Linked DNA regions of Mus musculus: all the other regions are linked to region 3. The links are chromatin contacts, called in public Hi-C and promoter capture Hi-C maps. All regions are on one chromosome and are shown on one strand. The core of a region is the stretch at or near the end of the contact, and the rest is flanking DNA. Distances in the headings are between cores, read along the strand shown.

Region 1 (6,565 bases), core at 2,122-4,621, 1.5 Mb after region 3:
CAAAGCACAATGCCATGAAGTAATCAATACAATGCAAATACTTATGTATTTGTCTCTATTATGATTTCAAAACATAAGACAGGAATTTATACTATTTTACTTGTGAGAGAAAGACCACCCTCATAGAGGAAATAACTACATTATAAACTTCTACACTAAAACAGCTTTCAACTAAGCACAGCTAGATTAGCCAGCCTCTCTTCTTCACTGTCCTGAAAATGAACTCTGAATCCACACACAGAGGCAAGAACCTTCGCCTCAGATCCCTAATAAAAGGACAGAGAACCCTGCTGTGGCAATACAAGGCATTCTGTCACCAGGTCTTCAGCAGCCACCAATTAACACAGAACAAAAGCTCTGCCATGGGGAACTTCTGATTTAGGCAAAAACTCTGCCACGGCGCCAGATAATAACAGAAAACCTTGAAAGTACACAGCCTGGAACCACTAATTGTTATTTATGCTTTGTGGTGATATCAAGAAAGGGAGATGGGGCCTGCAGGGATGGCTCTGTAGTAGTGGTGCTTATCACCAGGTGTGACAGTGTAAGTCTGCCTGTATGTGGATCTCATGTGCCCGGTGCCAGTGAAGGCCGGATGAGGGCATCCGGTCCTTTTCAATTCGAGTTACAGAGTTTAGAGCACCATATGGGTGCTGGGAATCAACCCAGGTCCTCTGGAAGAACAGCCAGTGCTCTTAACCATTGAGCCATCTGTCAAGCCCCAGGAAGACTCTCACTCAGCAAATCCTTATGGAACATGCAGCATAAACGAGATGGTGTATTAGAGACAATCAGGAGAATGATGCTTGCCATCACTGCAAAGGCTGGAAGCAATTACCAAGTAGCTGTCTAGGCAGTGATCTAGGAGAAACTAAGGAGCTGCCATGAGAGCTCCAGGACTAGGAATGTGGTGAGTTCTAGAACTTTGTAACTTACCTGCTGGAAGAGTGGTTTTTCCCAATAAAAATACCACAGACGATATCAATTAAATTCCAAGGTTAAAGCACAGAAGCCAATAGCACAGAGGAGCCACAGCTCTTAACATGATTCACTAGGACTGGGAACAGCCACAGCTCTATAAATTACTGCTGAAATGACAGTAGGATTTGATGTTTTCTTTTTTCTTTTTTTTTTTCCTTTTTTTTTTTCTTTTTTTTTTTTTTCTTTTTTTTTTTTTTTTTGTTTGTTTTTCGAGACAGGGTTTCTCTGTGTAGCCCTGGCTGTCCTGGAACTCACTTTGTAGACCAGACTGGCGTTGAACTCAGAAATCCACCTGCCTCTGCCTCCCAAGTGCTGGGACTAAAGGTAACTGGAACAAACAGGTAAAAGCAAGGCACTCATGGAAAATTTCAAGATTCCTGACAAGTCTGCATTCTAAACTTTACTAGTCAAGTTCTAATTATAAAACTTCTTACAGTATTCATAAAGATAGTTGTAAGTAGAAAAATATGAACTCACTCTGTAACATTTAATAGCAAGTAGTATGATAAAATTTCAGGTATACTAAGTAAGCTATATTAACTAGGAAATAAAATTAACTATTTTTACATATCTTTGAACTACACTATTTTTAAAGTTTTTTTTTAGATGTATTCATTTTTGTTATATTTGTATGGGTGTTTTGCTTGTAGGTATGCCTGCACACCACATGTGTGCCTGGTGTCTTTGGAGACCAGAAGAAAGAGGTCAGATCCCTTGAAACTGGAATTACACAAGATTGTGAGCCACCATGTAGGTGCTGGGAATTGAACAAGGGACTTCTGGAAGAGCAGCAAGTGCTCTTAACTGCCGAGCCTGACCCCTGAACTACAATAGTTTAAAAATGTGAAAGGGCAGTTTTTAAAATATTTCAACAAAAATGGAATCTTAAAAGAAAAAAGTCAGGCATTAGTGACTAAACTCAATTTTTCAATTCAATATCTGGAAAATTTTATTAGCATACATTGAGCTCCCTGATACTCGTCCTGTGAGCCCCAGTCATCATCACCATCACCACCATCGGTTTTGGAAACAAGGTCTCTTTATGTACCCTGGTTGTCCTGGTGTCCACTCTCTAACTCACAGAGATCCACTCGCATCTGAGTATTGGAGCTAAAAGTTTGGCTACCACACCCGGTCTCCTATACTGGTACCACAATTTTCAGCTATTCTACAGCTGAAAAACAACAACAACAACAACAACAACAACAACAAATTATGCACCCAAGAGGCTATATATACTCAGATATATTTGTTTTGCAAAGCATCCTACTAGAATACTGCTTGTGCAGGGCTTAACATGGTTATCGTAGGCCTTGACCATTTGCTGTAATTTGGGGCTCTAGTTTATCACGACGATTAGATTTTTAGGTGGGCTGAATAACACAGACAAGAAGGAAATGTTCCCACACACTATGCCCACCTAAGTATGGAGAACGGATTCCGCTACAGCGGTGGATACTCATTCTTAGGAGCAATATACCTGACTCGAGTGTCACCAAACCGGCTCACTCATGGAACTTCGCTCCGAAATAAACATAACAAGAGAATGGAAGAAATCAAATCTCCTTGGAACTCTCAAAAGAATTCTACGAACAGCCTTTGCTGGGCAATCACCAAACTTAACTGGCGGAATGAAAATTAGTATAGGTGTTGGGGAATCGAGGAAAGCGGTCTACGAGGACCAGGGAGCGCTCGTGACGTTCCCCCCCCCCGCCCCTGACGTCGCCTGGGACCTACCTCCTTGACAGGTGGGAACTTCTTCTTGCATTCTAGTGACAAGGCCCGCAGGTCGCTCTGCATATTCTCCAGCAGCTTCTTCACAGCCTCGGGGCTGTTGGTGCAGGACATGGTCCCTCCAGGTCACCGCCGATCTGGGACCAGCACTACCAAGCAGGCACTGTCAGCAGCTTGCGCGGCCCGCAGCCAGCCGGCGGCTCCTCAGTCTTCCTTAGCCGGGGCCCAGGGCTCGGCGGGCGGGCGGGCGGGCGGGCGCACGGCCGGAGCCGGGCTGCGTCTCCCGAGGCGTGCCCGAGTTCCCCCCGGGCCGCCCCGCACCGCCGCCGGCCGCTCGCCGAAACCTGCCCGCAGCGGTGCAGCCCCACCAGGCTCCACCGGCGCCGGCTCAGGAGCCCACCAGACGGGCAGGTCCCTCCCGCTGCCGCGGGGCCTGGCCACGGCGGGCGTCACCGGCCGAGCTGGCCACAAGCTTCAGCGATGCCCGCCCCGGGTGCCCAGACCCGCCGACGCCATTAGCCCAGTCGCCCACAATTCCGAGCGCGGCCCGGACACGTCAGCCGCACTTCCGGACTCCGGGCCCCGCCCCCGCCCGGGCCAATCCGGAGGCGAGTCTCTGGAGGGGCGGGGCCGAGCGAGAAGCCCAGAACGAGCTCCAGCTGGGCAGTGCGGACCCCGCCCCCGCCGTCGACGCAGGTGGCCGGCACAGCTGCGCAGGCGCGTCCTGTTTTTTTTGGCTGGCTGGTAACCTGGGGATGATCGGAGGTGTCTCCCTACGTCTGTTTGTGATCCATTCTCTTCTGCTATAAATATTTGCTTTTTTTAAAAAATGAATTTGTCTTGTCCGTCACTTCTGCCTCCTTGATCCCCACCCCCCTGACTTAAAACACAAATCAGCGTCTTGCTCCTACCTCCCCGGCCTGGGGAACCTAAACGACAATCCTGCGGAGTTATCCAAATCGACTGACTTTGGTTTATTTAACTGCGGAGTCGTCCCTGATTTTCCTTATCTGTTAACAAGACTCCTCCTGCTCCCCGCCCCCTCCCCGCCTTCCACCGACAGATCCCTTTTATGTTTTTATTTTGCTTTGTTTTTGTTATCTCCCCGCCCCACCCACCCACCTCCCTGACTGTATACCTAGAACATACTAGGTAATTGACGCTCAAATAAGGAACCAATTCATTAGATCAGAAGTGCCAAATAAATGTAAGGCAAAAACTAACGTGAGCTTTTTCGATGTTCCAGGTGAGTCTATTTTTGCCCAAGACATTTCTCTGTTGTAATAAGCAGGAAGCAGAAATAATTTCAGCGTATTGTTCGGATGAGCAAAGCCAGCCTGTGTGGATTGAAGTTGGAAGAGGAGGAAGCTATGTCTGTGTTAAGCTATGTCTGTGAGACTGATTGGAACGTCTTGATTATGGGAAGATGGAATGTTGCAAGTCTAGAATCTAACTATCTTGGTTATCTTTTGCCCCCAGGTATCCACTTACTGTCATCTCTGTGTTTGACCTAACACCCTTGTCTTTTTTTTTTTTTTTTTTTTTTTTTTTTTTTTTTTTTGGAATGTGCCATCAGATTCCTAACTTCCAATGACTCAAAGGCGATCACTATCAGATAGTCCCTGAGGGGCGTGACAGAAAGTTTCCAGTTTTGCTGTAACTCACCTACCTGATGTTCTCAACCTCTGAGTGGAACTACCCTTTCACAGGGGTGGGTGGCCTAAGACCGTCAGATATTTATGCTATTGTTCATAACAGTAGCAAGATTACAGTTACGAAGTAGTATTGAAGATAATTTTCTGGTTGGGAGTCAGCACAACATGAGGAACTGTGTTAAATGGTGGCAGCGTTAGGAAGGCTGAGAACCCCTGCTCTAATGCATTTGTCAAATGCCTTAAGGGAGTCTTTGCTTTGTTATAAAAACTTTATGAAAATGCTACTGTGTTGGATGGTGGTGTTTGGGGGCAACCTGAATCTGTCTTCCTGAGCCTTGGTCCTTCATGTTGGGCTACAGAACAGATTAGGTCTTACTTTCTTTGAGTTGGGAGCTGTATTTTGAAGTTTTCTGAAATGATCTAATAACTGGGCTACTAACACAGATTCTAACACAATGTTTTGGGTTTATTATAGATAGCTTTGGCACAACTTACTGAAAATAATTTTCTTTCATCTTTGACACCTTTGTAGAGTTGAGGAATTCAAGTTGAAATTTTGTTTTGCTTTTGTTGTTGTTGTTGTTTTGTTTTGTTTTCTTTGAGACAGGGTCTCACTGTGTAGCTCTGGATGTCCTAAAACTCACTAGGTAGACCAGGCCAGCCTCAGACTCACAGAGCTCTGCCTGCCTCTGCCTCTGCCTCTCTGCCTCTGCCTTTGCCTCTGCCTCCTCTGCCTCTGCCTCTGCCTCTGCCTCTGCCTCTGCCTCTGCCTCTGCCTCTGCCTCTGCCTCTGCCTCTGCCTCTGCCTCTGCCTCTGCCTCTGCCTCTGCCTCTGCCTCTGCCTCTGCCTCTGCCTCTGCCTCTCCAGAGCTGAGAGGAAAGACGTGTGCTTCAAAGTGATGTTAGAAAATAAAGGCTCAAAAAAATAAAAAATAAAAAAAATAAGGGCTCATTACAGGTCATCACTCACACAGTTCTTCTGTGGTGTCCAAACATAATAATCAGTGAAATTCTTTTTTTCTTGATGTTCCCTCTTCACATTGAAAAATGGGAAGTCAGCCTGTTCTCCTGGTACCTTTTAAGAATATTTTGATTAGTTTACTTATTTTTGTCAGCTTCGTATGTGTGTATAGTAGGTTGTAATAACTCCCATCTTCATTACTATCTCATTCTCCCATTCCTCCTCCCTATGCTGAAACTCTCCTTCCTAAGAAGTTTCCTCTAATTTTCATATTGTGTATGTATGCACATGTGTGCTTGTTTGTGTGCATGTGCGCATATGTGTGCACATGTGCATGTGTGTGCATATGTTTGTGCTTATTTGTGCATGTGTGCACATGTGTGCATATTTGTGTGCTTAAGTGTGTGCTTGTTTGTGCAAGCGTGCATATGTGTATGCATGTGTGTGTGTCACTGAGTTGAAGATTGCTTGCATGAGCATGGATAAGAGATTATTTCTGCAGCATGGGCTACTTTCCAGTAGGTACAACTGCCAAAGAAAATAGCACCTCTCCCCCTGCAACCGACAGTTGCCACTAGGTCCCTACACTTTTATCTCTTTAACAATGAGCCAGAAGGCTCAGTGGTTAAGAGCACTGTCTGCTCTTCCAGAGTTTCCTGAGTTCAAATCCCAGCAACCACATGATGGCTCAAAACCACCTGTAATTGAGATCTGATGTCCGCTTCTGGTGTGTCTGAAGACAGCAACAGTGTATTCACATACATAAAAAATAATCTTAAAAACAACAACAACAACAACCTATAACAGAAAAACTTGTCCAATGTCATTCTGAAATATTTGTCTCAGTCAAAGGACAGAATGCAAATGTCACTCAGCCTAATTTTATATTTGTCCAGTCCTGCAGGCTTGAACACCATTAATGTTCTTTTTCTGTATCTTAGACACTGGTGTTTCCCAGAATTCCATTCTTGGCACTCTTCTCAGTTTATTCTCTCCGTGACGTTATTCGCACCGATGATTTCAGTGACTGCTTCCCTACTTGTGTTACTCTCTATAACCCCATACTGACAAACAGCAGTGAACACTGTGGATCTACAGGAATGTCCCGCCATACACACCGTTTGAGTTTGCTCCAGTGTGAGATAACCCCAAGACTTCATTATATAGATACTGAGTACTATATGAAAGTACAAGCTTCTAAACCTTCCAAATATCCAACCCTCCTGCAGTACAG
Region 2 (7,240 bases), core at 3,786-6,285, 1.6 Mb after region 3:
TCAGACACCAACAGAATAGAAGGCTATGCATGCGCTTTCAGGCATACACGTTGAAAACATTGAAAACAGCGGCTGGCACTGGCCGTTATCCTGTGATCCACTCCTCTCAAACTCCTCGCCTACAAGAAAGACTCACAACAACATTTTGGGGCCGATTTTAAGGATGGACTAAGATGCTTGCATTCAGCCTGCATCGATTGTTTTCACAAAGTCCCTTTTACTTGTCAGTCCACATGCCCAACAGTTTAGACTTAACCTTCCAACAATAAGATGGAAAATAATAAAGTGATCCTCAGGTGAGGAAAATATAATTTTATGCTCATAGTGAAAGAGACGCACCCAGTGATGAGACAGCCCCACAGATTGCTCGGCAGCCATGGAGCCCTGAGGCCTGTCAGATCCTCAGGACACTCCTGATGTGGCACCATGGCTATGCCTTCCATTTTCTGCAAAATGATTTTTGACTTTACAAGTTCATTAAAACAGTACTAAAACTTTTCAGTTGGTAATTATGAACCATAAACTATATGTTTTTTGTGTAGTGGCAATAAGCAAATGCTTTTAAGATACAGACAGACTACTAAAACAAAATACTTCACAAGACCTTACTACCATGTTTGTTGTGATAGTTCTACAAAATAGTAAGAATGGGCCTTATCACCTATAATATAATTTTATGATTACTGATAATTAAAATTCAAAAGTCTGTTATCAGTAATGATCACGGATAATTTGGTCAAGAGCATTCGAACAAAATGACAACTGTCCCATATATTCAGTTATTTGCCTGTCAATCATTAACTATTATTTATTTTTCGGAAGCAAGATGCTAAGATATTCTACATACTCTATCACATCTAAACAAACAGCCACAAGAGACAAGTGTGGGATAAAAACGCGAGAATTCCGTTGCTAAATATAAAATGGGCTTTCTTTAAAGAGGAAAAGAGGTATTTTTTTCTCCTTAAAGTATAACTATTTTAAATAAATCTTGAAAAACAAGAGGCAGTTTAGAACAGTGACTTAAGGGCATAAACCTAAGATCCATACTAGTTATGGTGAAATTGCAACTGCTGTATGAAGGTCTCTGGGTCTAGGCTTCCTATTTTGTCAAATGTGAGCAACAGCAGCGGTTTCCTGAATTTTAACAATGAGTCGTTTAGTCAACACATACATGTAATAGCTCCTGGGCACGTAAATGCTTTGAAATGTAAATCTATACGCTACAGGCTTGCTTGGAAAGCTAATGTCATCTTAATACACAAGCAAGAACAGGAAGATAGCCTAGTCGGCCATCACTGGAAAGAGAGGCCCATTGGACACGCAAACTTTATATGCCCCAGTACAGGGAAACGCCAGGGCCAAAAAGTGGGAGTGGGTGGGTAGGGGAGTGGGGGGGGGGGACTTTTGGGATAGCATTGGAAATGTAAATGAGGAAAATACCTAATAAAAATATTAAAAAAGGCTTTAATGTGACTTTCTATTTTAAGTTTTGCTAATATGCTAGTATTTCAAAAGTTTTGCTTCCTATTTTCATTTTCTGTGATATAATATATGCCCTACTTTGATGGGAAACACATAACTTCTTTTGTAAGTATGTACTTTGGAATTTATGTCAATGGTGTCTTTAGTAACTGAGCACATTTTCTCTCAGATTATCTTGTTAGAGTCAAAATTCCGTAAACCTAAACAATCAATTAAAGACTCAAAGGTTTCTAGGTAAGACAGAAGGGATGGAGGAAATCTCTAAACATTGAAATCAATATCTCCTGTCCAAACATCAGTGATCAGATTCTTTGGAAATGTATTGAAACAAAAATATTGACATGCTACATAAAAGTAAGGCTACTCTCTCAAATTACCTTAAAGGTACTGCACTTACTAGGGGCTATATAAATACAACAAACATCGCAGCTATTTTGGTTAAAAACAAATTATTATTAAACATAACACAAAAATGACTGAAGATGATTAGCAGACATAATTTAGTAAAACTTGAAAGAAATATTGTGGTGATGATGTGCACAGCTACTCAGTGCAGACCGATTTGGAACCCTTTACCTCCCACAGCTTTCCCTGCACTTCATTCACTTCACTCCTTAGGTTCCTAAAGAGCCCACAAGTGACTGAGCACATGGGGTTTAATCTTACCAGGGTCAGGAAACCCATCGCCACGTGCATCCTAAAGTGTCTTTATTCATCCTAAGCTAAACTTGAGTTTCTCAAGTCTTTTCCTAAATTTTCTAAATTCTAATTTAACTTTGCTTATGGTTTCCTCACTGTCTTGTCAGAACGGAAACAGACAAACAACTAGCATTGTGAGACTACCGATTTATTCCTTGTCAATGAGTGTCACCTTGCTAGCTCACCTGTCATAGGGAGAACTCTTGTACCACTGTTTACCTACTTCTTACTGCACGTCCAGTGCCAGTCGTACAGAATGCTCTCTTTATCTCAGCACAACTTGTGTACTCAAATCACCACCCATAAACAAATAAACAGAGATGGGTATTCATGAAGACCCAAATCAAATACAAATATCTGCCTAGGTAGTTGAGTTAGTTTGCAAAGTGCTCAGGAGCTAATGTGGTGAAATTTAACGCACCTCACTATAATTTCAAAACTCTGTACGAAGATTTCCAGATTATGGTAAGCCTATCTCTTTTTTTCTTAGTAGCAGAATCAGCATGAAGAACTGTATTAAAAGGCAGCATCATTAGGAATGTTGAGAACCACTGATTTACACAAAATAGAAAATTAACAAGGAGGTAAAACTTGCATATTTAGCTGCTGCCTAAAAACTGGACTTAAGTTCTTTCTTGAAATTAAGGCATTGTAACAACCCAAGTATAGACTTAACTTGTACATTTTGACGTGGTTTACGGTAACTGTCAAGAAAAATATACTCGCTTAAAAATAACCAACTTTAAAAGTAGTTTAATATCCACAATACAGGTATTTCTTAAATCATATATTACCATGAACACCAATTATACGTGATATTACTCAACAGAAAAACATTAGTGAGAAAACTATCCACATTCTAAAAAATATTTCTATTTTATCGGTAGTCATATTTATATTTGTATGATACAATAAATGAGTGAATTGGTTTTTAAAAAATGTTCTTCAATATACCAGAGAGAAGAAGCTTGAATTTATCTGTTAAGATCGCACAGGCCAAGGGGAGCATAGGTGTTCTAGGGAATGCCCGATTTCTTCTCAGCAATAAACTCCGTAAGAAAAACAAAAGCAGACTATAAGCAATAATGACTTAAGCCTCTGCAAGGCTGTAATGCAACAAGTGTGTTTTCCATCATCAAGGTTCTTAATTACACAAAGTGTTTGCCGTCTTACAAACTAAGGATCCAAGAACTTCAATTCAGGTCCCCCAGCTGTCGCCTATTAGCTAACTCGAAAATGATTCCAACCCCACAGCACTTGTCTGGAATTAATGGCAGAAATAAAAAAGATCACTAAAACTTAGTATTTCATGAATACCAGATAGTTCAGAATATTTAGCTGAATTAATATAGAGCAAACACAATAACATCGTTATTGCTCTTTGAACAGATGGAGATGCGGAGGCTCAATGGCTTGGATGAATTTGCTTCCAAGTCACACTGCAAAGTATGAGGTGGACCTGTGAATAAATCAGGTCTAAGTCTCTTTCCACCGCGCCACACTGGAGTGCCTAACAAGCACTTGAGAACTGTGAATAAATCAGGTCTTAAGTCTCTTTCCACTAGCCACACTGGAGTACCTAACAGGCACTTGAGACGCTATAAACCACTAGTACGGAGACAGAAGGAAGGAAAAGTAACTTAGGAAGAAAGAAAGAAAGAAAGAAAGAACGAAAGAACACACAGGCACACTGCCCTTCCCCTAAAACAGAACTTTCCCTTTATTTAAATAATTCTGTAAGTTAACTGCTTTGGCTGACGAGTGTTAAATTTTGTACATGCTTCCTCTAGTTATTTAGGTACAGTACCCTCTTATTTTGGCATTTTACAAGTTTGAATATGAGCAAGCCTTTAAGCTTCAAGTGGACTTATCTACTTTCTGCAGGCCTACGTTATCCTTCAAACCGGAGGGAAGGGCTGCACTTCCAAACAGAAGCGCTGCCGGCTCCTATCGAGCCAGGAGCAAAGCACAGGACCACGTGGTGCCTCTCTCTCTCTCTCTCTCTCTCTCTCTCTCTCTCTCTCTCTCTCTCTCTCTCTCAAGAAAAAAAAATTAAAAAAACAAGGTCCCTACACCGCTCCCTCCTTTTTGACAAGGAAGTGGAAATTAGGGGTTTCCTTTTCAGCGGAGCCCTGACACACACCACCTGTGTGGTCCCCGCCGCAAACATCCTGAAGCCCGGCTCCCGGAAGACTACAAGGATCGGAATAATGGGGAACTTGGGTGCGGACGACGCCGGGGAAGGAGTGACCAGAGAAGCGCGGCGGGCGAGCGAGGAGGAGCGGCGCGACCGGGATCTGTCAAAAAAAAAAAAAAAAAAAAAAAAAAAAAAAAAAAAACCAGCGGCAGGCAGGCTCACGCCGAGCCACTGCACCCGGGCTCCGCCAAGGCCCCAAGTGGGAGCGGCACTGCCGGAGGGAGGAGGACCCGGAGCCCCGCGAGCCCCGGCCGCCGCTTCCGCGCAGCCCCGGGCGCGCACCGCCCACCGCGAGCCCCGGCCCTCTGCGCCGGTCCAACCTTTGCCCCCAAAATCTGCTGCCTGAGCGGCCGCCGCCGGACCTGTCCGCACCTGTCACCAGCCGGCGACACCAGCCCACCGCTCCCGCCCAGCTCTCCGCCAGCCTCGGGCCCCCGCGGGCCCCGCGACCCCGTTCCCTACCAGGTGTCCCCTTTCCGGAGCGAGGTTTTGAGCAGCGTCGCGATGTCAGAACGCTGGGTGTCCAGGTCCGCCGCTCCGCCTTCCGCCATCTTCTTCCACTAGCCGTAGCGGAGGCGGCGGCGACGGCGGCGGCACGCCCCGGAGCATTGTGGGAATGGCGTCCCCGGCCCCGCCCCGCCGGCAGGTCTGTACCAAATGGGGCGCGAGGGCGGGGGTCTGGGGGCGTGGCTCGGCGGGGAGCGCGGCGGGTGCGCGCCTGCGCCCTGCTGCCCCCTCGGGTCCCCGCACGCCCCGCAGCACGGCGTGGTCGCCGCCGCCGCCCCAGACCTCTGAGTTTGCACGGTTCTCACCGGGTGCCGCGCTTTCTCTCCCTGCCTTTGCCCTGCCCTGCTCGGACTCTCCTTGCCATGCTGGCCCTTTTCTTGCCGCAGCCGCCTCCAAACCCATGTTTTTGCGGGTTCACTCCTACTGGAGGGCGGGGCCGGCTGGGACATGGCAGAAAGCGCGCAGTTCCGTGACTTGGGGCTTTTCCTTTCCAGCCGCAGAGCCCAAGCCCACTGAATATTGGCACAAAGAGGGCTCTGAAACCAAAGGTTTGGGCGCAGTGCCCTTCCTAGGTTCTTCCCAGCTCTCCCATGCTTGCTGTCTGTAGGGACTTCTACCTTTCATAAGCTCTTTGTGACGCCTCCTAGCGCGCGTGGACACACACACACACACACACACACACACACACACACACACACACGTTAGCTGCAGTGCAAAACATGTCCCAGTTTCTAGGTGAACAAGCAGTTAAAGATGTATTGAATAAGGCCAGGTACTGAAGGGGGTTAGAAACGTGGGAGAAACCTCATGGGCGTCAAATTAGCATTCCCCTAGATTAAATTTCATGGTTGTATATGCCTAAAGTTAGACTCGATAATACAAGCTGCATTTGAAGGCAACAATTACAAACGGGGAAATTGAGCCTCTTAAAAATCAAATGCCAAGGTCACACGGCAACTGGAAGTGCAAGGTTATCGCACAGATTTCAAATCCCCAGTACTCAGTACCTCCATGAAAGGCTGAATTAAGATACAAACTCCGTAAAAGCTGCAACTAAGTTCTCTTTATAATTTGGCGTGTGAGTGTGCGTGTGTGTGCGTGTGTGTGCGTGTGTGTGTGTGTGTGTGTGTGTGTGTGTGTGTGTGTGCACTGCGGTTTAATGGTCTAGTACCATTCTACACCATTTGAGGCAAACGTTTCAAAATTAACTAAGGCAAAACTGCTGTTTCTAAGAATGAAGACGGCTACCTCAGTAGAACAGTAGGTGACAAGTTAAAGGATGGGCAATGGTCTCTCCATTTTTTAAGCCTCCTAGTTTTGGTGGGAAACTCAGTAAGGAAGGGGGTGCCTGCATTAGTGAGGACTGCTGGCCCATCCAAGAGAAAGCAGTGTTTCCCTGGTTAGGGTTTGTCAGCTTGACAGAAACTAAAGTCACTTGGAAAGAGGGGAACCTTAATTATGGGATTGCCTCCCTTAGAGTAGCCTGTGATGAGTCAGTGGAGCATTTTCTTGTTTAACGATCGGTGTGGTAAACCCACTGTGGGCAGGTGGTCCTGAGTTGTGTAAGAAAACAAGCTGAGCAAGCCATAAAAAGCAGTGTCCGTCCACGTACTCTGCTCTGGGTTCCTGTTGAGCTCTGGCTGTGACCTTCCCCTAGCGTAAGCCACCCAGACCCTTTCTTTCCTAAGTTGCCTTTGGTCAGAATGCTTTGTTGCAGCAATAGAAAACAACTAGCACAACCGGTGTGTATTGGCGTCATACTTGAGTGAGTCAGTATGTGACTGCTTGTTTCTGCGCAGTACTCTCTTTGTATTACTTCAGCCTCAATGAGTCTAAAAGTCATTTCCATTTACGGCTATTTCTTATGTTATTTGACCACTCCTGATTATAAAACCGAGTTTTCCTAACTATGGACATTCTCAGTTGTTATATATCCACACCCCCCATCCCCATCTTCTACCACTCTGTGAAGGAAAGCAAAGTAAGTTTTCAAAGAGAGACAACTTGGTATGCAAAGAATATGCTGTATCCTCATACATACATGGCTTCGGATCTCTAGCTGCCAACACTTAATCTGTAGTCTATTTACAAATTTAAATAGTATAATATTTATCTTAAAGGATTTTAAAAGCATGCAGTGCATTTATTTTCTAGATGAGTTGAGTGTGTGCCTGTGACAGCCTACTGTGGAGATCACAAGTCAACGTTGCAGGCGTCAGCTCTCTCTACTATGAGGGTCTCAGGGGATCAGACTTGGGTAAGTCACAATTATGCCTGCTGAGCCAAATTGCCAACCTAGCCTTTTAACAGTTTTTGAACTTTACTTTATCTTATTTTTCAGAAAGGATCCCA
Region 3 (6,772 bases), core at 2,802-5,301:
ATCCAGTTATTCTTTCAATCAGTGAACATTTCCCAAGATCCACCACTTCCGTCTAGGCACTCACATGAAGGACACTGAGTAGCCAAGCAGGGGAAAGGACAGGAAACATAAACTATTCCGTAATGCCATCGTTCTAAACATGTCAGCCAAGTCACAGCTACTGACTGCCATTGTTTCCAACTTACATCCTTCCTAAAGCCACCAGAAAACCAAATCAAACCTGTCACGTGCAGGGACTGGTATTGGTTATACGTAACAACTCCAGCCCCCACAGTGCCTGACACGCACCACGTAACCATTATGGTAATTTGGAACAAAGGAAGACAGAAGGTTAGGTGTGTTAACACTAAATTCTGTTGTTCACAAACAAATAGCAATTTCTAGCAAAGAAACCCCCAGGAATAGTGGAAGTGAACCTGAGGGAGGCCCCGGAGCCTGGGGGCAGTTCCGGAACGAAGAGGAAACTGCTAGAACCGCGTGTGACATGTATGATTCATGCTTTATGAGCCACACAGCTGCTTACAATCGTATTTGCTCCCCAGAGGAAAGAGCACCTTGCCCATGCGTGCTGTCTCAGTGACAATCTCAAAGCCACAGGAAAACAGAAGAGGGCCTCTCCTCCCCACTGCCGATAACATGTTTAGTGTTCCCGTGTCGGAAAATAAGAACAACAGCGCTCCAAACAAAACTCACCCTCAAACACGTTCACGGCGCCGGAGAAAAGTCAGGATTTTACCTGGAAAAGGCGTTCCTACTCTGTCCCTTTCCAACTCTCTTCACATTTATCTTCAATTTCTTCATTTTAAACGATTCTAGTTACCTTTTTTTGTTGGTTTTTGTTGGTTTGTTTGTTTCTTTTAAAGACAGGGTTCTTCTATGTGGGCTAGGCTGTTCTGGAACTCGCACTTTAGAGACCTGTCTGCCTCTGCCTCCTGAGCACTGGACCAAAGGTGTGCGCCATCTCTGCCTGGCTACTCTAGTTGGCTTTACTTTCAGCCTCCGCTACAGATTTCACCAGGATGCTGGGGGTTGTTGCCATGCTGCCAGGAGCAACCCTTCAATCCCACCCCATTCCTACAGCTGCAGACGGCCTCGTACTACAACACAACACAGCCTTCCACCTCCAATCCACCCTGCATGGTGCTATTTAGAGACGCGAATCACCAGTGGGCTCCTTTTAAACTCTGGGCATCTGCCTGTCCGCCTGTCGGTCATGCCTCCCTCCACTGCATGTCACACCAGGAAGGCAGGTGGGAAACACTGTCCAATCTCTTCCAGTGTTTTTCCATTCTGTAAACTCAGAAACTAGCACCACTAGGTAGGTGTTCACCGCCCCAAAACAAGCTAAATCTTAATCACAAAGCCCACAAAATCCCTTCTCTTTGGACTTCGGCGTGCTTGTTGGAAGACAGGACCAGGTCGAGATGAGCCTGACAGGCAGCACTGGACCTACCTTATGCCTTCCTCGGAAGACATTTGCAGTGGCCCCCTGGCCTAGGATATCAGACAGGAGCCACAGATGGTTGGAGGTGCTCTGCATCTCGGCTTGTCCAGGCGCTTCTCCTCACGATAAGGGGGAAGAAGAGATTTGCATGTATGCTGTTAAGGAAATAACGAGTGTGAGCCACGGTTAGCTTGAAGTAGGACTGCCCAGTATCTGTTAGACTGAAATGCAGTATGTTCCCAGCAATACAGCAGCAACAGTGAACCACATATATTCCATCATTCTTGTTCCGCTCTGGAGATAGTGTTTTACCAACCTTCCCAGCCTGGCTTTCAGCTCTCCATATGACGCAGATTAGTCTTCAGTCTTAGCCTCCAAAATGGTGAGTTACAGGGATATCTGGCTTTTTTTTTTTTTTTTTTTCAAATTAAAAAGAATTGGATATGAGTATTTGAGTCTGTGCCCATGATGCTGGAGGGTGTGAGTCAGATCCCCGGGAGCTGGAATTATGTTGTGACCCATTTGCTGTGGGTGCTGGGAGTTCAAGCCCACCCTCTGTGCGAGTAGCAAGTGTTCCCAACCACTTCCATCCCCCATGTTTGGCTTTTATTTCATATATTCAATTTAATTTAAATCCCAGAGCTGTAAGAAACATCCGTTTATTGTCTAGTACTGTCTCTGACAATCAAAATAATATTGACTATTTCCTCCAATTGCTTGAAAAGATTAATCCTGATTTACAAAAAAATATTTTTTGACCCAGGGTCTCTTCACAAGCCCAAGTTGGACTCGAACCTGCAATTTTCCTGCCTTTGCCTCTCACATGCTGGGAGACAAATGAAAGAACTTAGGGAAGCGCAGAAAACCATCACCACTACAGGATCGTCCCAGAAGGCAGAATCTCGCCCACAGAGAAACTGTAACTGAAAAGTACAGAAGTTACTATTCTTGAAAAGCCAGTAACTCTTTTGATTCTGTTTAAGGATGGTTTTCCTGAGCCAGTGAAATGGCTCAGTGCGCAAAGGGGCTTGCTGCCAAATCTGATAACCTAAGTTCAGTTCCCGGAACCCACATGGACTATCTGTGCCACGGCATGTATGAGACCGCGCGCGCGCGCGCACACACACACACACACACACACGTAAAAACCATCAAAAAGTAGTCATTCCCCTTACTTCTAAATGGACAGGATGTATATACACACACCAAGTATATATTACCAAATCCTAAGATGTACCAACTGCAGACTTGACTTTTAACACAAGAAGGCCATGCAACCGAATAGATGGCACCAACACCAGACAGATCAGACTCCTTTAAGACTGTTGTGAGGTCAGATAGCAAGTCCATTTCCAGTAAGCTAGAACTCTGATCTTCCAAGTTAGGGTCCTGGGAAATGCCCAAGAGTCCAAGGTTCGACAATCTCTTACACAGTACTTATACTTAGAATTTTATCACCTATGTAATTTAGATAAGAAATTGTACAGCCATCTGTCTATTTGAAGTAAGCAAAAAAGGAACCCTTTTCGAAAACAACAAATGCACTTACCACTTAACTACGTACGCTCCATTCAAGGGGCGATAAACCCAAATATGTAACGGGAAACCTTCCCTAATTGATGCTGCACTGCTGTTAAATAACTGTAAAGGACAGATTCATCACCAAGTGCGCATATGTCTCTAGTGGGTAGCTGAAAACATATTTATCAGCTAAGATATATAAGATAAGCTCTCTCTCTATACCAATATAAAAAGATGGGTCCGCAATAGTAATGGTCTGAAACTTTTCCAGGAACCCCCTCGGGACTAAAACATGACTCAGCACACCCAACGGATGCTTGCTATGTAAATCTCCCCAAATCCTGACAAGTGTATTATCTGGCATTCAACAAGTAAGTTATCTGTGATTCTGTAGGCAGTCTACTTCCTTTGATTGCTTAAAGCGAAAGTTACCGAGGATAAAACAGGTCTGGTGACATGGTGTAGGGACAAAAGTTCCAGGATTTCCCAACTCTCCCTCTATGTCACCCATTTACTCCGTAGATAGCAGAGGTCCCGGAATGGGAAAGGTCGGGTTTTGACAGTTCTCGGGGGAGAATCCGTCTTGGGACGCCTGACAGAAAACACCAGGGGAATGGATCCGGGAAATAAATCCAGCAGGTCGGGGAGGAACGAGAAGACAGGGGGGTTTGCATTTCGCTGTGTACATTAAAAACGTCTGGTGCCGGTATCCTCGGGTGAGTCAACCCTCGGGAACGCCAGTCCGTCTAAAAACTGCCGGCGGCGGCAGCTGGACCAAGGGTGGGAGCGGCGAGTCAACTCCGGCCAGGGCAGCCCCGGTGCCCGGGCGGCCGCCAGGGCCCATCCCGGGCGAGCGCGAGGCTGCGGGGCTCCCGGGGCCGCGGCCCCGCGCTGACTCAGCACGCCGCCTCCCCGACCCCTGGGCGCGCCCCCGCCCGGCCCCTCCGGCCCCGTCCGCCCCCACCGGCCTCCGCCCGCCCCTCTTACCCCGCGAGTGTCCGCCGCGTACAGCCCGCGGCTCCCGGGCCTTCTCGCGCCCCAGGCTACTTCCGGCTTCGCCAGCCCGGGCCACGGAGCACGTGACCGAGTGCGGGGCGCGCCTGCGCGTGCGTACTCCGCGGCGGCCGAGCTCGCTGGGCTGCAGTCTCCAGTGCGGGCGGGAGGAGCTAAGGGAGTGCGGGGCGGCCGGCGTGCGGCAAGGAGGTGACGCCCACGGCCACCCGTGGACAGCGGGCTGGCCGCCGATCGCTTTCGCAGAGTAGATGGGGCGGGTTTGTGTTTCAACGTCGCTTGGCTGCTGCGTGAAGCAAGTATCCGTTCATGCCATCAGTACTCTTTAAGTCGCTTTCAGTTTCTGTTTTTGAAAATGGTAACACTGGAGACTTGAACTTGACAACTTAAGAGGTAAACTGCTGTATGATCAGGTCCTGCTCAAGCAGGCATTCCTTACAAGGATTTGCTTCCAAGGAAGCACGATGCACCAAATTCCTCTTTCTACCTAAGGCACCCTCCAGACCGAGGGCGAGCAGATCTCCGAGGACGGGAGCCGGGAGTGGTTAAGGGCTGGCAGAGGCGTTGACTGAAACAGGGGGCTGAAGCTGAATCTCTGCCCACTTCTAATCCGTTTTCATCAAACTCAAAATGGAGATTTTAAAAGGCCCACTCCAATGACTTCTTAGAAAGTTATTTTATTAGAATTTTAGACAGTTTAGGCAACAAGACCATTCTAACCGCAAATGCACGTCTTACAATAGAATATTTCAGTTCTGTTAATGACATGACAGATTCATCCAAGTTTCTTCCAACAAAAAACCCAACGTTCAAAAGTTATGAAGTATGACTAAGCCAAAGGACTTCACATGTTTACCACAGAAGTGATACACAGTAAAATACCACATAATACTTCTAAAAAAGTCAAGCCACTTGTGAAACTATTAGCAAGCACAGAGACGGAAACTCCACTGGTTAGGCACAGGACTAACTCAGGCACCATAAAACCCTCTGTCTTCTCACCTGTAACAAATGAGATTCCCTAGAGAGAATTATTTGGGTGCTTGCTTTTAAAAATCAGGTACTCAATGACGGAAAGGCTTCTTGGTCATGACGGTACTTGGGTAATCTCAAGGAATGAAGATGAGGATCATTAGACATGATTACATTAAAATTAAGTTCCTTATGTATATGCTCTGATTTCCATGTCCTGATTTCTCAGGTCTAAACACATGAACCCTCTGTAGGGCTTTAGAGAGCCGTGTATGGACTCGATAGTACAGTAATACAAGCTAATACTGAGACCTGTGTTTTAATTCATTGGATTCTTTACAAGTTATGAGGTAGCTACCACTGTTCCCCATTTCTGACGGGGAAACCAAGGCAGGAAGAAGTTATTTAACTTGCTCAAGGTCCTAAAATCGGTTACTGGTGTTAAGTGGTGTTTGAATCTACTTAAATCTGGATCCAGAGTCCTCGTTATACAAGCTCGTAACTGCTGTGCTCTGCTACACACTAATTGTACACTTGTACAATTCTGCTGTGTCCCACAGATGCTATTACCTCTCCCACAGTGTACAGGAACATAGCAAAGCAACACCTGGTTTTGCTTGTCTTGGTTGTTGTTTTTGAAACAGGCCTTGGCCCCCTCTGAATGCAGTGATTACAGGCAGAAGCCACCAAACCTGCCCCACTTACCTATTTCTTAAAAACTGTTATTTATAGAAGTACTATATATACGTCACTATTTTCATCGTTCAAGAGATGAAATAGAGATCCTTAGCTGTCAATTTACTTCACTGCTTTTATTTTATAATGTAAGGAAAATGCTATCTCTCCTGGAGTTAAAAATCAGAAAAAGATTCTAGGGGATTGGGGGGGGGGGGGCGTGGGTTCAAGTTCACAAAGTGCTCGATGGACGAGATGGGGGCCTGAATTTGGATCCCGTATCAAACCTTGGTGGCAGTCAACACCTGCAACCCGGGACTGGGACCTGGCCAAAATACTGAGTAGAGTAATACAGTTTCAAATAATAACCTGTTTCAAATAATTCAGTTCTTATCCTCCCCCTACACACACATATGTGCACATATAAATTCACTTTAAAAAGATTTTAGGAAATATATATCCCTGGACAACACACAGCCAAAGGAGAAAAAGACAAATCTCTCCTAAATCTGTGTCCCCTCCCTGCTCTGTGGTGCTAGGGATGGAACTTGGGTCTTCAAGCAAGCCCTCTACCACCAAGTATACATACTCTGCAGTAGACGCCAGGCTTTTACTAACTGCATTCCTAGACAGACTCTCGTGCAGTCCAGGCCGACCTTGGACTCACTATGTGGCTGAGGATGACCTGGCCCTTTCCCTTTCCGTTCCTCTGCTTTTGCGCAGTGCTTGGGATAGAAGTCGGCCGCCGCTGGCGTTCACTATACAGACTTAGATTTCAGTGTAAGCGCCTACAGCTGGGTTGCCGGACTTCCGTCTGTCTTTCCCGAGGCTGCTCTTCTGGCTTTCTCCTGTTGCACGAAGCAGCACACATAGTTAATTGACTGCAAGTCATCAACACACGGGTGGTCAGACTTGGTGCTTCTCAGCTTAATCCCAGCAGTGGGGAGGCAGGCTGCTCTGTATAGTGAGACCCAGTCTCAAGGCAAAACCAAACAAACAAATCCAAGTGGGCTGTGCTCGGAGGACATCTAATATCACAGAAAAACACCGGGCTTTCTAATCCCATCACAGATGGACAGAGTTGGCTCCTAGTGCATTTAAAAAAGACTCAACAGACCTATGTTGTGAGTGACCGCTGGGGCACAGCCT
Region 4 (6,514 bases), core at 556-3,055, 1.4 Mb before region 3:
CCCCTGGAACTGGCGTTACAGATGGTTGTAACATGGAAACTGCACTGGAGTTCTCTAAAAGAGTAGCAAGCACCCTTCAAAATCACTGAGCCATTTGTCAGCTCATTCTTCACCTCTAAAAATGTCTAGTTTATAAGTGGAAAATCACTGGTGTAAAATAGATTTGATAAAAATGAACGGTGTTTATATTTAATGGCAACAAATTTCATATGGTTAGTTTTTATAAGAGCTTTTTCATGCCAAATTGTGGAATGTGTCTTAATACATAATAGGTTGATTTTATTTTCCAAATTTCTGTTCAAAAGCCACAGCCTTTTGGTACATGAAGCTGCCAATTTAGAGCATCTGTAAGGTTGATTTTTCAAACCCAGGGCATGCACGCTTCCTCTTGTTATAATGCCAACTGTATTTTTCCTGGGTTAAAAATCTCAGTGCTTGCTCCACTATATGCATGGTTTCTTCAAAAAGACACAGCTCTTCTAGCAATTAAACAGGGATTTTATAAGTCATCACTTATAAAGGGGGCTGGAGACCTGGTTCAGTGGTTAAGAGCACCTCTTGCTCTTGCAGAAGACCTGGGTTCAGTTCTGTGGTGATTTGGATATGCTTGGCTCATGGGAAGTGGCAATATTGGGAGGTGAGGCCTCATTGGAATAGGTGTGACTTTATTGGATGAAGTGTGTCACTGTGTAGGTGGGCTTTAAGGTCCCTAGTGCTCAAGCTCCAGCCAGTTCAGAAGAGAACCTCTGGCTGCCTTCAGATCTGGGCTTCTCCAGCGCCATGTCTGCCTGCATGCTGTCATGCTTCCTGCTATGACGACAATGGACTGAACCTCTGAAACTGTGAGCCAGTCCCAAATAAATGTTTTACTTTTTAAGAGTTGCTTTGGTTATGGTGTCTTCACAGTAATGGAAGTAAAACTAAGTAAAACTGGTTCCCAGCACCCCTGTGGTGACTCACAACCAACTGTAAATCCAGTTCAAGGGATGAGATGGCCTCTTCTGGCCTCTTCTGGTACCAGGCACACATGTGGTACACATACATGCTTGAATGTGGTGATCTGTTGAAAACACTGTTTCCAGGTAAGTCTGGGTAGTTAACGTTTGTTGCCTAATCACCCACTGAAGATCAATGAATGAGGTACTATCTAGGCCCTAAGACACTCTTCTTATCTTTCACAAGTGTTAAAGAGACTTGCGTATCGCCCATAGCTTGTGCAATATTAGAAGCACATGCAAAAACCACACCTTTTTTTGTAAACTCATTCACCCTAGGTTAGCTTTGTCTCAGGTATGTAATAGTTTGGACAGATCAACATTGGTTGAAATAGCTTGTTTTACCCTTTAAATTCGTGGGGATAAGGAAAGATTATTCTGTTGGGTGACACTTTGAAATATAACTGGCATGCAGTCGACGTGACGTATTTAAGTTGTACAATTTGATACATCCTCACAGCCGCGTACCTCCTAGGATCCTCAGCCGAAATGAGAAAATTTCTAGACTGCAATTAAACAAAAACAAAACTCAGAAAGGGCTCCAGGATGATCAGAGCTGAGCAATCCCTTTGGTATCCTTTCTCGTGAGGCTGTCACAGACAGGGCCCCCGGCCAGGCTTGGCCCATCCAAGGCTTTGAGATGCTTTGATTTATAATTTGCCACTCCCGACAGGAAATTCCTTAAACTTTCTCCTGTAGGTGTAGGGGTCAGCCAAAGCCTCGGGATGACAGAGACAGCTGGTTGACCACGCCTCCCCAAAGACCACGCCTCTCAAGGATCCCGGCATGCTGTGCGCTGGCCCCTGAACGGAAGCCGGAAGCGCCTGTACTTCCGGTTGGCGTCCCACGCGTGGTGCGCGGTGTTGTCTCTCAGGTGAGTTGCGTGGGCTTTGGACTCAACTCCGCGGCGTGAAGGACTGGCTCGGACCCTGCCTCCGCGGCGAGACCTGACCGCATCCTCGCTCGGTGCGGGGCTCGGGAGGGCGAGGCTCGGGGTCCCGCACACGGACCACTGGTGATTGCTGACGCTCAGGGGACCTCACCCAGCCACCCCACGGTTCTCGTGACCTGTACGGTGTGCAGCAGAGCGGTGGCCCCGGGGGATCCGGCTCAGCCCCGCAGTCCGCAGACGGGGACGGTAGCTCCGGGTTGAAGCCGAACTTGGTAGAAAGGAGCTGACAGGAGTCGGAGGATCAGAGCGAGCCTTAGGGAGAGCCATTTCCAGACCTAGATCGGAGATGTGACGGTCCTGAAGTGGGCGTTGTGCGGACTGGAGCTTGCGTGCGTGTGGGGCTAGAGAGTAAGTCGGAGGCCCGAGAGGAGCGGGATGAGCTTTGATACACGAGGGGAGGAGTCTTTAAAAGGCAGGGAGCTATGGTTTAAGCTGTTAAAAGTTCACACTAAAGATGTGGTGACGGATATTGGATAAGAACAGCGCAATAGGTGATTTTAAGGCGGAGCTGTTCGCTTTCTGTGTCTACTATGCATAGCTGCTCTTTGAGAACGGCTTGAATTAACGACTTGTTCCTACTTAAAGGGGCCTGACGTGTCCGGACTTAGTCCTTTCATGCTCTGCGCTGATTATTACATAAGCTAAGCATGAGGGCACAGCACAACTTCTCTTCCATCTGTCCCAGTTCTGAAGAGAAGGCTGCTTGGCCACGTCCTTGCCAGTCAAGGGTGTGAGCAGTAAACCTTTTGTTTGTGTTTCTGTTCACCGCCAGGTGAAGCATGGCTAAAAGCCTGCGGAGTAAGTGGAAGAGGAAGATGCGGGCCGAGAAGAGAAAGAAGAATGCGCCAAGGGAGCTCAACAGACTGAAGAGTATCCTCAGAGTGGACGGGGATGCTCTAATGAAAGACGTTGAGGAGATAGCAACCGTGGTGGTAGCCAAACCTCGCCAGGAGAAAATGCAGTGTGAGGAAGGGCGGTGTGACGGCGCAGATGAGGAAAAGGGTGAGCCTCGGTCTTCATTTACATGGTTTTTCTAAAAAATGATCCACTTTTCTCTTAGGGGTCGGTCTCTCTCTGTCTTTTTAAAGCCGTCTTCTACCCATTCTACTTGTCCCTAGTGTCAAGTCCAAAAGAAACTGGGGACAAATGGCTAGCTGTGGAGCTTATTAGATAATAAAGTACATGCTGGCACCCTGGTTCCTCTCAGCTCCTCCCCCCAACCCCCAAGTGTCTCCACTTCACAAGCCTCCCTCTCACTCCCATATAACACTGCCGTCTCGGCCGTGCTTCTCTCGGCTCCTGGATCCTCTCGTTCCTCTCAGTCGCCTTTACCCCACTTCTCTTCCTCTCTTGCCTCCCCAACCCCCACCCCACTTTCTCTCCTCTCATGGCCTGGTTCAGTCCACTGGCGATGTTTTGTCTTCTTTCTCTCCTGCTCTGGACTCTTCTGACTGTACCTTCCCTCATTTCGACAGTAAACACTTCCTCTTCAATCACACTTGGAGCTGTCCTGTGCTCACTGTATGCACCTCACATACCTGGTGTGTTCACGTCTTTATCCTTTGGAAGCTTACGTTTCTTTTAGAGACTGTGCTAAGCTGTTTCACAGTCAGTGTTTGTGAATAGCATCGCTGAGCTGTTTAGAATGGATCTTCAGCAATTACACAGCAGCTTGAATGCCCCAGGCACTGATGGTACTGCGGGATGGAGCTTAGCATCTAGGCAGATGTTTAATTACCCTGGAAAGTCACAGAATCTCACTTTTGTTTGCATCTTTTTAGAGACCCCTGTGTATTGTTACTCATTGGAGGCTCTGTATAATGCTGGATTCAGCAAAGAAAGGGGTGTTTGTTTTTAATGCCCCTGCTTGGCAGCTAAAGGAAGCACTCATATGAGGGGCATTGACTACACTTCCAGAGGACCCAGGTTCAGTTCCCAGCACCCACACGGCAGCTCACAACTGTCAGTAGCTCCAGGATCTGACATCCACACAGACAGACATGCAGGCAAAGCTTCAGTGTAGGTCTTTTTTTAAAAGGCACTCTTAAGGTAGAAGTGTGTTCATGTCTTGAAGGCCAAGGACCCCAAAGTTCTTAGTGCTTAATCCGAAGTGTTAGCGTCCCATTCTTCCAAAGAGAAACCCTCCTGTCTGGTTTCTGTTGGTCTGCTCTGCTTCCGCTGCCCCTGAGAGGTTTGAGACTTGAACTGGCTGTGTCCCTTTCAGCACACACAGCACCTCTGCAACTCTTTTCTTGGCTGCGCCCCCCTAGGAGTTTCTCTCCCTGTCCTTCCAACCCCGAGACGGACAGCTGCTGATGCCGTTGGTCTTCTATGGCTTGCTTTGTAGCTTACTGTCTCACTCTAAACTTCATGTTTTAGCAGATATCAATTTTTCCCTTTAAAGGCAATACTGGTTTGTCGTATGTGCCACGTTTTATTTGTTTGTAGTTGGCATCTGGGGCATTTCCGTGCTTCTGTGGTCTGATAAACCTTAGTGTCCACGTTTGCGTGCTTGCTTGTGTGCTTGTTTTTAATACCCAATTTCAGTGCTTTGGAGTATGGGCTTAGAGATGGAACGTGGCTCATACAGTAATGCTTTGCTCTTCTCTGCACCTGCCAGACATTTATAGCCACCTAGCAGTGCCTCAAATATCTCACTGCAATGGAACTGCCTGTTTTTAAGGTTTGGTTGTTTCTGTCTGTGTGGATTGTAAACATTCTTTATAAATTCTGGGCATCTTTGAGTCTCTTGGCATAAAGCCCCCTAATTTTCTTAATTTTATCATGTAGGATCTTAGTATACTGTTCTGTTTTTCTATTCCGAAACTTTTATTTTTAACTTTGACTATTCCCTTGAATAACTTCCTGCTCTTAGTGGATAGCTATCGTATCTTGTCGGGGTGTTGTTTGCTTCTGTAATTTGATCAGATATTTCTGCGTTGTTTGTTACATTCTCTTGAGTTCTGCTGCCTTGCTTTCACCCTTGTTCCCTCCACGCTTGTCTAGCCCTTTTCCCAAATACCTGGTGCATTGTCGCTGCAGCGAGGCGCTGGGGTGGAAACTGGGGGTGGAGGAAGCATCAGGGTGTGAGGAGGAGCCGTCCATCAGCGTGGAGGCTTGTAGGGTAAAAGGGGGGCTTCTGGCTTTTTTTTTTTTTTTAAAGGATAATCTCCTTTTACAGTCTGTGCCTCTTCTTTTTTTTCCTCAGCATCCTGAGAGAAGAATTCTCTCAATTTCTGCCTGGAGACTGCCTTGGTGCCCTCACTTGTAATCTTTCAGGAGCTAAATGGGAATAGAAGTGGAGACGAGGGGAGTCCTTCGGTTTAGTCATATTAGTAAAGCTTGCTCCTTCTGCCCTCAAGTATGTTCCTCTTCATGTCCCCGTTGCAGCTGGGGACTGTGCAACCTGCATAGTTTCCTCAGCCAAAAAATGCAGCTGTCTCCCCTGTCTTTGTCCCCTCTGTCTGCACCAAAGCATTACTTGTTACACTAAACCCCACGGCCAGAAGTTGTCGCCCATCCCTTGATCCCAGCCTTTCTACTTTCCTCTCTGTGCTTCCTTTAAATGTAGACCAGACTCACTCACTCACTCACTCACTCACTCGCTCGCTCGCTCGCTCACTCACTCACTCACTCACTCACTGCTTACGATGTTAACTTTCAGGGCTGGAGAGGTGGCTCAGCACTTGGCGCTTTCACAGAGTTCATTTCCCAGCTCCTGTGTCAGGTGGCCCACAGCCAACTGGAACATCAGCTCCAGGGACCTGACTGCACGCTCTTCTTCCTCCGTGGGCACCCGCACACACACGTGTGCACACATGGATTTAGGAGCATGCAGCGGCACGTGTGGCTTATGTCTGACTTTGCTGTAAGGGCTTCCATAGAGAGTGGTCTCTTTGTTTTGATTTCAGCCTCCATGTGGTTCTGACGCTCATGCGACTCCACGGGGTTGTCACGTGTGAATGTAATAACTCCTCATTTTATCCTTGTTTCTAATTTAGATGACATGAAAATGGAAACTGAAATTAAGAGAAACAGAAAGACTCTTCTAGACCAGCATGGCCAGTACCCAGTGTGGATGAACCAGAGGCAAAGAAAAAGACTGAAGGCCAAGAGAGAAAAGAAACGAGGGAAAAGCAGAGCAAAGGCCGCGAAGGGCCTGGCCTGGTAGACCTTAAAGACTGGCAAGGGAGACAGGCGTGGTGGTGCACCCCTTTCATCCCAGCACTCAAGAGGTGGAGGCAGGTGGATCTCTGTGAGTTCAAGGCCAGCCTGGTCTACAGAGCAATTCCAAAGCACCCAGGGCTCCATTACACAGAGAAACCGTGTCTTGAAAATACAAGCAAACAAACAAACAAAAAACCCAGAAACTTTGTTTTCAGTTTGTACTTAGTTCTGTAATTCAAACCAAAATAACTCATTTGTGTTAGAAACTTGAATAAAATCTCTTTGGTGATGAAAGAATGTTATGCTGAAGTTGTGATTGGATACTGCCTGGCACTGAGTATTGTAAGCATTGATGTGGTTATAACTATTTGATCTTACAGAATGGCCATTGTACTCAGTT

The links. Hi-C and Micro-C count contacts between places; a contact is called where the count stands out from the background. Capture Hi-C pulls out chosen DNA fragments and counts their contacts.
Region 1: a contact with region 3 is called in a promoter capture Hi-C map of adipose tissue, with 6 times the contacts expected there. The contact joins the promoter of Mon2 here to the promoter of Tbk1 in region 3. A contact is called at or near these places in 1 of 39 promoter capture datasets (pre-B cells), 1 of 484 Hi-C or Micro-C datasets (B cells), 4 of 115 datasets of contacts at active chromatin or transcription factors (the NIH/3T3 cell line, astrocytes, fibro-adipogenic progenitors and 1 more) and 2 of 9 other capture datasets (adipose tissue and liver).
Region 2: a Hi-C map of muscle stem cells shows a contact between it and region 3, with 6 times the contacts expected there. The contact joins the promoter of Usp15 here to the promoter of Tbk1 in region 3. A contact is called at or near these places in 2 of 484 Hi-C or Micro-C datasets (B cells and muscle stem cells), 5 of 115 datasets of contacts at active chromatin or transcription factors (astrocytes, double positive thymocytes, large pre-B cells and 2 more) and 2 of 9 other capture datasets (adipose tissue and liver).
Region 4: a contact with region 3 is called in a Hi-C map of B cells, with 7 read pairs. The contact joins the promoter of Llph here to the promoter of Tbk1 in region 3. A contact is called at or near these places in 1 of 484 Hi-C or Micro-C datasets (B cells), 3 of 115 datasets of contacts at active chromatin or transcription factors (bone marrow-derived dendritic cells, large pre-B cells and thymic regulatory T cells) and 2 of 9 other capture datasets (adipose tissue and liver).

Annotation. Positions count from the first base shown.
Region 1 is chr10:123,073,134-123,079,698 of GRCm38.p6, forward strand. It overlaps Mon2 (MON2 homolog, regulator of endosome to Golgi trafficking), which reads right to left and starts at 3,372. Exons shown (of 36, transcript NM_001163024.1): 1 at 2,719-3,372. The coding sequence starts at 2,829.
Region 2 is chr10:123,191,984-123,199,223 of GRCm38.p6, forward strand. It overlaps Usp15 (ubiquitin specific peptidase 15), which reads right to left and starts at 5,036. Exons shown (of 22, transcript NM_027604.4): 1 at 4,844-5,036. The coding sequence starts at 4,932. Gm4129 (a long non-coding RNA gene) reads left to right here. Exons shown (of 3, transcript XR_003949042.1): 1 at 1-5,027; 2 at 7,043-7,145; 3 at 7,230-7,240.
Region 3 is chr10:121,582,743-121,589,514 of GRCm38.p6, forward strand. Tbk1 (TANK-binding kinase 1) reads right to left here and starts at 4,052. Exons shown (of 21, transcript NM_019786.4): 1 at 3,953-4,052; 2 at 1,454-1,599. The coding sequence starts at 1,540. It overlaps Xpot (exportin, tRNA (nuclear export receptor for tRNAs)), which reads right to left. Exons shown (of 25, transcript NM_001081056.2): 25 at 4,638-6,772.
Region 4 is chr10:120,225,255-120,231,768 of GRCm38.p6, forward strand. It overlaps Llph (LLP homolog, long-term synaptic facilitation (Aplysia)), which reads left to right and starts at 1,806. Exons shown (of 3, transcript NM_025431.2): 1 at 1,806-1,869; 2 at 2,720-2,949; 3 at 5,949-6,514. The coding sequence starts at 2,727. The coding sequence ends at 6,118.